Linked DNA regions of Mus musculus: region 2 is linked to region 1. Evidence: chromatin contacts called from public promoter capture Hi-C data. All regions are on one chromosome and are shown on one strand. Each heading gives the region's core, a stretch centred on a gene start, on an enhancer-like site or on the middle of the called end of the contact. The rest is flanking DNA. Distances are from core to core; before and after follow the strand shown.

The links. Promoter capture Hi-C pulls out the DNA fragments that hold promoters and counts their contacts.
Region 2: a contact with region 1 is called in a promoter capture Hi-C map of pre-B cells. The contact joins the promoter of Rnf20 here to the promoter of C9orf72 in region 1. A contact is called at or near these places in 1 of 39 promoter capture datasets (pre-B cells) and 2 of 484 Hi-C or Micro-C datasets (CD4 T cells and rod photoreceptor).

Annotation. Positions count from the first base shown.
Region 1 is chr4:35,224,181-35,229,957 of GRCm38.p6, forward strand. It overlaps C9orf72 (C9orf72, member of C9orf72-SMCR8 complex), which reads right to left and starts at 1,656. Exons shown (of 11, transcript NM_001081343.2): 1 at 1,608-1,656.
Region 2 is chr4:49,628,254-49,634,285 of GRCm38.p6, forward strand. Rnf20 (ring finger protein 20) reads left to right here and starts at 3,807. Exons shown (of 21, transcript NM_182999.2): 1 at 3,807-3,958; 2 at 4,112-4,259; 3 at 5,001-5,157. The coding sequence starts at 5,029. Gm45952 (predicted gene, 45952) reads right to left here and starts at 3,699. Exons shown (of 2, transcript NR_168526.1): 1 at 3,602-3,699; 2 at 2,405-2,610.

The DNA.
Region 1 (5,777 bases), core at 406-2,905:
CAGTGACTCAGACAGAAAACCCCTGTTCCTCCTGATCCACAGATTATTTTAACTTTCAGTGCCTGTAGCAAGCTTTCATTCAAAAAGAGTAAAAGAAAAACTACTTGTAGGTTTTTTACGTGACATAGGTTTTTACTGTGGAGGATGATGAAATACCTGCTTTCTGCTCCTAGGTTATGATTCACCCTTTTGTCTAGCATATTCATGCTCTCCACACTGTCTGCCACTACTTCTCCATCCTCTTGGTTATCAGATCTGGTGTCTGCCAAGGTACCAAGGTGCCTGCGTTCAGGTGAATCTTGTTTTGCTTAACAGGGGTGAAGTACAGTAAGTTACTTTGAAACACAAAGCGATCACATTCACAGGACTTTTACAGAGCAGCTGCAATGGCTCGACTTTATTATCAGTTATTTGTAATCTCTTATTGTGCCTACTTTCTAAACTTTAACATCTGTGTATGAAATGTAATGAAGGGAAAACACCTATATCCACACGATGGGTGTATGTAGGCGTTTCCTGAGATTTCAGGCTATACTGGGGGCCTCCTGGAATGTCCTCTTTAACTGAGGGGACGCTTACTATATTTCAAATATTCTGATTCCATATTATTAACATAATCTCAATCTCTTTCCTCCTCCTCTTCCTCCTTCTTCCTTCCTTTCTCTCTCTCTCTCTCTCTCTCTCTCCCCCCCCCCTCTCTCTCTCATATTTTAAGTTTTCCAAGTGGACTAACGATTCTATCTTAAAGTATTTTCCAGTCCCTTTTGGGCCCTTAATATAAAGTAAAAGTACTACTGAGACAGACTGTGTACCCGTTTTTCTCAACTGGTGACGAACGGGAACAGTGTAACAAGAAATTTATCCATCTGCCGGGACAAAACTCTACAAGAGCCTAATAGTCCCCACACCAGAAAGCGCAACCAATCCCTCCCAGGCAAATGCACTCCTGGCCAGACAGACCCTGTGTGGACAGACTTAATCAGTGCACTTCTCTCTCTGCAACTGATTACCATCAGTCAAGTGATGCCCAAGTCACAATGGTCACTTCCTTTAATAAGTCTGTACAACCGCGGAGCTGTGAGGCAACCAGGTCACGTCCCACAGAACTGGGGAACAACCTGGTAAGAGTAGCAGCCCATGTAAGTGGGCATCCGCACTCCTTGCAAACTTCTGCGAAATCCTGCCTGCGTGTTGTTCTGTCCGTCCTTACTCCATCCCACCGGCGCTTTCTCCTCCCGGGCGGGGACCCTCGGGAGACCTGACTGGGTCGCAGGACCCACCAGCTGTCGCCGGGCCAGGCCCCTGGGGCCCAGGCTTGTGGCGGTGGGGGCCGCGCTCGCCGTACTCCCGGAGGGTTCCCTCAAGGGCCCGGGAGACGCTCCGGGTCGGGATCGGGGAGCGCGGGCGGACAGCAAAGATGAGGCCCATCCCCATCCCCTCCGCACCGCCGCGGCCCCCGCAACTCCTGCAAGGCCAAGGGCTCTTTCGCCCGGGGGACAGGGAGGAGTTCACCTCGAAGGAGAAAAAAACCCCGCTGGTACCCGGAGCCGGCCGGCCCGCGAGCCGACCGTGGCAGCAGCCCCCCTCCGCCCGCGCGTCTCACTCACCCACTCGCCGCTGCTGCGCCTTCACCGCCGGCGCAGGGACCGCAACCGCAGCCCGCTCCGGGCCCCGCCCCGGGACCGCCCCGCCCCGGACACGCCCCCAGGCCCGCCCAGTCGCAGTCCCGCCCCCAGTCCACAGCAGACCCAGAATCTGCAGGGCTCCCCGGTGCGGATCTCTGCAGTCTTGTTTCCTTCTTTTGTCCTTGGTCACCGTTGTGGAGTTAAGTTGCGAGCTGAGGCAACCAAAACGCACCTCCCTCGCACACCCTCCCTGGACTGTCTAGACACCACTTTCCACCTAGAAGGAAAGGGCAATTGGGATGGCTGTCACTACAAACGCCATCTTTCACGTGGGCGGAACTCGTCTCTGCTTGACGCGCCGCGGTTCCCTCGTGGGACTCCGTAAGTTCCGGGTTGGCGCTTTCACTTTGCTTTGCCAGCCTTGAGATGCCAGTGGCAGCTGGCCAGGCGGAGGCTGTCATGGGCTTTGTAGCTTTTCTTCCAAGAGCCGCTCAGGAAAAGCATGGGCAGAGCTGAGCTCAACCTAGATAGATAGTGTCACCTGCGTTATCTATCTAGGTTACGAAGCGTAGTTTGTGGTTGTAAGTAGTTTTGCTTTGTTTTGTTTGGGAGTTGGCAGGTAGTGGGTGCTCAACAAATATTTAGTGAGTGAGTGGATTTCCTTTGGTCCCTATGACACGGTTAAATGCCGTAAGTCTGCGTGCACACTGTACGTGTTCACTCCGCAACAAGCACAATGATTCCCCCACCCTCTGTGCGTAGTCACCGTGTTTTCTTCTAAACGTCATTTTTGCCAAATAGCACAGTGCACTTTGTTTTTTAACCTTTGGGAAAAGAACACCATGACGTCTGATTTATTGATTGATTGATTGGTTTGTAACTGTATTGTGGCTTTTCACTACAGATGAGTAGTGTTTATTATTTTCCAGCAACTTTTCATCATTTATAGGGAAAAGAAAGGCATTAATAACAGAATACCTATCAATACCACCTTCGGTAAAAATAGAACTCTCACCAGGTATTGTATGCTTTTTTTTTTTTTTTTTTTTTTTTTTTTTTTTTTTTTTACCTAGCAGTTGTCATTCTATCAAGTTCTTACAGTGTTTTGTACCGTGGTCTTCAGATGTATATCTCATAAATGAAGTATACATCTGAGAGTTAAAAATACATCCAGACACACAGAAATAGCATAGGACCATGTTTGGAAGGCTAGGGTTAAGAGTGCGATGCTGTAGTCAAAGTGGGTGAGTTTGCAGGTAAGGAAGGCAGCTGAGTGAGGCCAGTCAGCTAATCCACAACACGAGGAATAGACGTTTATACTATATCCCACACTGAAAAGCTGAAAAGTTCCCAGGTGGGTGTTAGGTACTAACACACATACACGCGCATGCATGCACACTTAAGATAATTTGCTTGTCTGTAGTAAGCCAGAGCTATCAATGTAATTGATTGGGTCAGTTTTCTGTGATTCCAGAGCCCACTAGGAATAGAAGGTATTTGTTTGGTGTCCTCTTGAAGTAAGCCCTTCTTTAAAACCTGTCTGTGAGTCAAACTAACATAACATTACACTTCAGAATAAGACTGGAACTTTGAAGGAATATACCTTCTTAGTGTTTTTTTTTTCCTTCAAAATTTTACCTAGAGACAAAAACAGTGTCCCTCAAATAACTTATTTTGTGTAATATCAGTCCTAGAATAAATGTTTTATTTAAAAAAAATAATCAAACCAAGAAAGGACTAGGGATGTAGCTTCGTGGGTAGAGGGCTTGCCTAGCATGTGTGACTCCCTGGGTTTGGTCCCTACCATATTCCTCTCTTTTTCTCTCTTTGGAGAAAAAAATGAAACATCACGATCTAAAATATTGTATGACCACAGGAAATGAAATAAACCATGATACAACTTATATTTTGTGATCAATGAGTGGAGACCTTTTTCTTCACATCAGATGGAACAATTACTTAGGCATAGGTAAAGTAGCCTATATATTTTAATTGGATTGTAGCTAACTTTTATTAATCAGGAAGAAAATAATAAGTAGGTATGCTGGTTCATAATTGTTGTATTGCCTGAAAGGTGTAAGGTAGAATACATCTTTCCTCCAGAGAACCAAAGAGAAAATGATGCTAACTGTATGTAGAAATATGATTCATGATATTGGTGTGATAGATTTTTAACCCTGTCCTCTCAAACTTTACAAATAATCTACCTCAAATAACTCCAGGCTCTAAGTGAAAATATGCTGGCTATAGAACTATATCTCCAGGGCTGAAAGTGGAGGGCATTTGGCAGAGGGCTTGCCTACCACGTACTGGTTTACTCCCCAATACTAAACGAACTGACGAGATGGCAAACACCTATAATCTGAGACAGGAGGATTAGAAGTTCAAGATTATCCTAGGCTACACTACATGCTGAAGGCTATCAAGGGGGCGGGGGGATCCCATTAAAAGAAAGAAAGAAAGAAAGAAAGAAAGAAAGAAAGAAAGAAAGAAAGAAAGAAAGAAAGAAAAGAAAAAGAAAGGGAGTATCTCTCCAAACAGGAACTGAGAACTCTATCCCCTATTTCCAACCAGAACAACACCTTTAAAGACCCGATATAGAAAAATGTCAGCTATCATGTTTCACTAATGTTCAGTCATGCAGACACTCCTCGATAAGGGGGATTTCTAAAGCAAAATAAGAGGTTGGGCTCTGTAACCACAACAGATATTAAGTATCGTCTCTGCTTTAGGTTAACCACGGAACTGGACAGTTCTTCACTCCTTGGTGACTCAGTGTCCACAGTGCTAGCTTTCTGTGGGGGCTTAAAGGAGGGAATGGAGAGAGTGGCCAGTGTGACCCTAGGTAAGACTGTGTATCCATGACAAGGGCATTTTGTTCCCCTTGTGTGTGGATGGCAGAACACCCACAGAAAGCAATGGCTGCAGCCCTTCTAATAGGAGTGGAAGTGACTCCCATAGGTACATTGCACTCCTCTGATAGTCCCTTCCTCTGGGGCTTCCTTGCTTGACCCCACAGGAAGCTGGTCAGTGCAGTCTTTTAGCAGGACACTGTTGCTCAGCAGGAAAATAGCACGCCTAGTAATCTGTCACCTGGTTGCTGTAAGGTTTATGTGCAATCAGGCGAGCTAGAAAATTAGATCAGTACATTCTAGAAGTGATGGTTTTACTTTCATTTTTTTTTTTGGTAACTACTCAGATATAATAAATACAGTAATGAATGACTTACAACCCTCTTACACTCTACACGTATTTATAACTCCAATAAATATGTCAGAACACGGAGAACCTTCTTGCTTCATCAAAAATGCCAGTTGTCAGGAAGGCTTTTCTCCATTTTCTCTGCTAATATGTTTCAGAAGTGTGATGTGCATTGCTGCAGGGCTGGAACCAAGGGCTTGTTGATTAGCTCCTACTTACCAAGATTACAGGAAATTAGTTGTGACTGAGACTGGCATGTGAACAATTTCATGACAGACATGGATGAAGAATATTGCTATATAAACCACGGACCATTTCATTTCTCTTAGGAAATGTAATTTCATGTGGTTGCTTCCTTATTCACTGAAGACTTAATAAATATGTATTTTATGATATACTGCCTTCATTTGAAATACGAATAGAATCTTAGTGTGTGGAGCCAGTAGGATGAAATGATATAGAAAACCCTTGAGTTTCTGTCTGGAGCCAACACTTTATAATCCTAACAGCACATGATACTGCTTCAGTACTGCAAAAAAAAAAAGTCATTAGGGCACAATACACATTTCTTTTCTGCTTGTCTTTGGACTCGTGATTTTATGAACAATGTCCTTAGTGAGTGAGAGGAATGTCATCTTTGACCAGTTGTTCTTGTGCATTGCTGCTGTGCACCTTACCTTTATATGTAACTATTTCTAAGGACAGAAGCCTGGGCTGGAGACTTGGCTCAGCTGTTAAAGGACACAACCAAAACAACCAACCAATCAACCAACCAAACAAACAAAAAACCCAAAAAACCCACAAAACAAAAAAACAAAAAAACCCAAAAGCAAACACAAACACAAACAAACAAACAAACAAAAAACCAAATAGAGTCTCAGGGGGAGGAATGCACCTCATAAAACATAGGAAATCAAAAGCATCATCTTAAATCTTAGATGTTAATGTGCA
Region 2 (6,032 bases), core at 2,557-5,056, about 14 Mb after region 1:
CTAACCCCATTTTGCTGGCTTTATTCTTAAGAAACACAGAGGCTAGTTTGGGTCCTCACACAAGATTCGTGGAAGAAAGCAGATGAAAGGAAGAGACAGAGACAAGACAGGTAGGTAGCTCAGAACAAGGACTTGAAAGCAGAAACCCTTTGATCCTCTGGCCAGGAATGCCAGAAGGGAGCTTGAGGGTTTTAAAATCTCCTCCTAAATGAGCACCACGCATGGAGGCTCTACCCAAAGGTAGGAACTGAAACCATCGTGCAGACATTAACCCTTTCTGTCTAATAGCTATGGAACTGGCTCTATATTTTCATAATGAAATGGCTCTCTCTATATATCTATTCCCCAATATTAGCCTTTGCTTGCTATTCAGTGACCTTATGGTAAGCTGTAAGACATCAACTCTTGTCAGAGTAGTGTCTTTTATGATGCTTTTCAACGGGTGGGCCAAGGAAACTGAAGTGGAAACTTAAGGGTTCCTTGGAAAGTTGGTTGGATGGTGTTTTGCTGGGGCAAACACATAAAGGAAAGTTTCTCTGAAGCAGACACAGGAGAGGACGTTCTGCTAAAGGAAGCACCTGAAAGGACACATGGTGAAAGATTCTTTGCTAATGACACACATGTATTGGTCCACATTACATTGCATAGTTGAGTAGCATTTGTTGGGATGCCATAGAGAGAAATGCACCAAAAAACCCTTCTGGTAGTGTGCTGCAGTTTGTTGGCGCTTCCAAGGACTCAAGCTGATTGGATGCACATGCTGAGGCAAGGCATGTGGAGGACACGTGATGTTTGGAGGGTAGAAATAGGATTCCAGGGAGACAGAGCTTGGCTTGCTGGTTCAGCTAGCTGTACAATGCTCTCAAGGTTTTGCTGACCTTTGCTCCCTGAGAGAGGCACAGCTGAGAACTTCTCCTGGAGTTCAGTTGGTCCCTCCTGCTGATTTGAATCAAGGCTGAGGCCTGACTGTCTCTGTTAGGTCGTGTCACCGCTGTTGCTAACCCGACTCTACTGAAATGAACTGCTGGTATATCCATGAGGTATTTGCAAGTGGGTCAAGCTGCCACTGCCTGCTAATCTGTGAACTGAACCGCCATTTTCCAGACAACACAGATGGAAATTGTTCCAAAGAACCTTTCTAAACAGGTCCACACACACACGCTGCCCCTTATCCTTCCTTTTACATTACCCCTGGTGGGTGGTAGGTTATAAGGAAGGTTTAAAGCATTTAAGACCTACCATTAAAAATAGGATTTGAGCCGGGCAGTGGTGGTGCAGGCCTTTAATCCCAGCACTCGGGAGGCAGAGGCAGGTAGATTTCTGAGTTCGAGGCCAGCCTGGTCTACAGAGTGAGTTCCAGGACAGCCAGGGCTATACAGAAAAACCCTGTCTCGAAAAACCAAAAAAAAAAAAAAAAAAAAAAAAAAAGGATTTGAAAAAAATTAAAGGTACAGAAACAATTCTCACACTTCATTTTCACCACACTGCAGGGTCAAGTGCAGGGTCAAGTTCATTTACAGACAATTTTCTCTGGAACAGGTTAGATACTGCACTCCAAATTTTCTCTGGAACAGGTTAGATACTGCACTCCAAGGCACCAACAAAACAAGTTTTTCCACAGTTGACTTTTGTAGTGGCTATTTCTGGTTGTCAACTTGATTATATCTGGAATGAACTACAATCCAGAATTCGAAGGCTCACCTTTGGTCCAGATCTTGAGGCTGGGAGACACATTTCTGACCTGGATCTTGGCATGGAGATCTTGAGACATAGTGGCCACGAAAAGCATAGGATCAGGCGAGGTAGTACATGCCTTTAATCCCTGGAGACTGAGGCCAGGTGATCTCTGAGTTCAAGGTCAGCCTGGGACAAGCAAGTCCCAGATCCGGGAGTGGTGGTACACCACACCTTTAATCTGGGACACACTTTCTGCTGGAGGCCTACATCGGGACACTGAAAGAAGGAAGATTCACTCTTTGCCTGCTTGCCTTGTGGAACTGAGCAACTGCTAGATCCTTGGACTTCCATTCACAACTGCTGCTGACCATTGTTGGGGAGTTGGACTGCAGACTATAAGTCACCAACAAATTCCCTTACTAGAGACTACCCATAAGTTCTGTGACTCTAGAGAACCCTGACTAATACAACCTTCTTGTCTCATGCACAGGTAAGACTAATCAAGTACAAGAACACCCAAATTCTTTCTACTGCCAGAAATTCGGTGTGGGTTAGGTTTTCCTCCAAACATATTTACATGTATTTTTTAAAAAGGGTATAGCAGCCATTCTTACATCCCTGTGCCTTTATCTGCTGTCATTGGTTAATTTGCCACAATTTCAGAAGCCACACTGCTTTTCAAGGGCAGATTAGATCGATTGCCTTTTTATCATTAAAATGCATTTAGTAAAATTGAATGATGTAGTTTATTTCTAACGTAAAAAAAATATCAACGCTCAATAAATTTTAAACATCCTGGTACTGGCCTGGCAAGATGGTTTAGTGGGTAAAGGTGCTTGTCACCCCGAGTTCAGCCCTTGAGACCCGAGCCTTCGAAGTACGACCTAGCTCCAAAAGTTGTCCTCTGAGCTTTACATGTGGGCACTCGAACACCTATGCACACATTAAAAAAAAATCATATTAAGACGGGTACTGAGATTACAGACTAATTGACTTGTTCTTAATTAACACCCTCCTCCCCCCCCCCGACCCCCCCCCCCCCATCCCCAGTGTCTCTGGTCAGTATCTTATCCTCTCCAAACACTAAAGCAGTAGTTTCCAAACCTGTGATGAGAATCCATAGGGGGAAGATGGGATGGGATGAAGGTGGCTTTATTTTTTTTTTTATTTTTTATTTTTGGTTTTTGAGACAGGGTTTCTCTGCGTAGCTCTGGCTGTCCTGGAACTCACTCTGTAGACTATGCTGGCCTTGAACTCAGAAATCTGCCTGCCTCTGCCTCCCAAGTGCTGGGATTAAAGGCATGCGCCACCACCGCCCGGCGAAGGTGACTTTTTAACCCTACAAGAGACTAAAGTTCTCCAGCTGAGTGTCATTTGCAGGTAGTGCTAAATAGAGACCCCGCTTATTTATTTTGGCCTTCCCAGACAGGAGTTTCTCTGTGTAGTATTTATTTATTTTGAGGCAGGGTTTCTATGCATAGTATGTATGTATTTATGTGCTTATTTATTTTGGTTTTTCAAGACATGGTTTCTCTGTGTAGCTCCGGCTGTACGAGAACTCGCTTTGTAGACCAGGCTAGCCTTGAACTCAGAGGAATCAGCCCGCTTCTACCTCCTGAGTGCTGGGATTAAAGGCGAGTGCTACCATCGCCGTGCTGGAATCCCCTTTAAGGAAACTACACAGAACTAGAAATCGGTCAAATTCCTTGAGTTTTACGCAGGCTATTTCATCTCTTTAAAGAGTGCTCCACCCACACCTCAGGTAAGGGCGCTTGCCCTTTGGGAGATGGACAGGACCATCAACCAATTAGCAGCTTGGATGAGATAGGACCGCCCCCCCAACACAAAACATAAACAAAACGCTTTCCGTCAGTAATAATAATGGACCTTAAAAAAAAGAAAACAAAAAACAAAAAAACCGTACACAATGCTTCGCGTTGAAGAGACCGGTCACTTTGGGACTGGAGTCTGAAACAGTCCCCGCCCATCCCAACACAGAGGCGGCAGCGCACACGCAGAACTGACTGCGCCCCCTCCTCACGCGTCACTTCCGCCTGGCGGTCTCCCACACGTCACTTCCGCCCTCTCCTCGCCGTGCCTCGGGTAAAGTTGAAGCAACTTCCTTTTCCTTTTCCCTACTTCCTCTCCGTGCCTCCGCCTCCGTGGAGCTCAGTCCCTCTCGCAGCGGATCCCAAGTGAATCCCTTGGAGTCCCTCTCGGGCCTTCGTGAAGAAGCGCTGGGAGCCGCGCGCTCCCTGCGGCGGGAGTTGCCAGAGCCCAGGTTTGCTCTGTCGTCTGCTGCTCCCGGGCCGTGAGCGGCGAGGACTCTCGGGTCCCATCTTCCCGGCCTGTAGTTAGCCACGCCGGAGCCAGCGGCCAGCGCTCTCCAGTCAAGCTGCGCTCTCTCCTCAGCTCCCGTCTCCTCTCTTTGCAGGCGAGGTCCAACCCAGATTGCTGCTTGCCATTGACGCCTCGTCCCGGAGTTTGGATCGGAAGCCGGCTGGATGTAGACCCCTGATGGCCGCGGTGCTCGCCATCTAGCATCCATTCCACCTCCTTGTGAGTTTCGGAACCAGAGTCAGGTAGGAAATACTGAAAGAGCATCCCGTCTGAACAGATAAAGAAACGGGGATTGTTGGCAGGTTCGGTCTCTAAAGGCAGCCCGGCTCCCCAAAGGAAGCGCTGGGGTGCTCACCTACGTCTGACATCTGGAGAACTAACTGCTCAGGGAGCGTTTACAAGGCTCTGCAAAGAGAACGCTTGCATTTCTGGGTGCTTAGTGTTCATCTGACATTATGCTAAGTTGTTTCTATAACTATGCCATCCATTTGTTGCAGTAAGTCTAGCAACATGTTGTTGTCCTTCGTTTAGGAAACCGAGATTCAGAGATAACTGACTTGTATAGGATTAATGACTTAGCTAATGTTTCCCACGTCTCTTGCCCCAAGTCTCCTAATACTTTAACCTTAACCTCTGTCATAAATAAACTCTCCTTCTTTTAGTTTTTTGTTTTTGGCATCTCAGGAAGTGAGAATCCTGAAATTTATTCATAGCTTCTCTATTATTTGAGTAGAATTTTATTTGTTATTAGCATCTTGTGTAGAAATTTATAATCCTGTCAATCCCATTCCTCAACAGTTCCCCTCCCCCTTCTCTCTTGATTTAGGGTTGATGGGTTTTGTCGTAGAATTATTTGATTTAGGTTAAAGAGTTGGCCTGAAAAAAATTACTAGTTTTTATATACAGGTACTTTATATTGTGGCATGTCTGCTTATCTTGATTCAGTTCATGTTTTCTATTTTTGTTTCTGTTTTTTCATTCAGAAAAATATAACTGTCATCTTATACCAAGATGTCAGGAATTGGAAATAAAAGAGCAGCTGGAGAGCCGGGCACATCTATGCCTCCAGAGAAGAAGACAGCTGTTGAAGATTCAGGGACCACCGTGGAAACAATTAAGTTAGGAGGTGTCTCTTCAACGGTACGAGAAAACGAGGCTGCAAAAGTGTGCTTGGCTTCTGTCAGTTGTTCCTGAAAGTAGAAATTTATGGAAGCTTCTTGAATTAAGAGATAAGCATTAGCAAAGAAGAGGGAAATAGATGAATTGATGTGGTGGTCAGTTCTTGAAGTGAGGTGTATTAATTTATGTTTGATCTGTATTTGCAAGCTGTGGTGTTTATTTTATTTTATTTTATTGAGAGTCTGACTACAGTAGTCTTTGCTATAGTTAATTGGCACTTTTCCCTTACTGAAAAATAGGTGCCGTGTTCTGAGAGGCACCCTAGCAAAGCCTTTGAGAGTGCTAGTGCTGAATGAGAGTCAGATCAGTGCCCGGGGTGTGTGTGTGTGTGCGTGCGTGTGTGTGCGCGCGTGTGTGTGCGCGCGTGCGTGCTCTCTGCCATATCTCTTGGCTGTATGGCCTGTATTATCTGTCCTGTGCCCGTTTGATTGTGAAATGAATCTGTAGTACCTGTGTGTGACATTGGGTTATGATGGAGGCAAAATGGGAGTCCTTGTAAAGAGCTCAAACGTTGTAAAAGCAATAGCATGCACTCATAAGAGTGAGCTGTTACTGGGCTAGATAATGTGGTAGACGAATTGTGTGTTTAATGGTTAGTAATACCTTTTAGACACGAGAAGCTTTGGTGGGGATGGGTTTCTGTATTTGGAACTTGGTCAAGGCACTGTAATGTGTAGACAATTTCCAGTTGTGTTTCTTGTGTATATTGAGGCTGAGGTTCAGAGAAGTTGATTTTATTTTTCAGTCAGAATAAGATCCTGCTTACTAAATGGATGAAGTGTCATTTAGGGAGATGGCCTGTCCATCTTGCTGCCAGAAGGTGGCTTTGTCTTAGC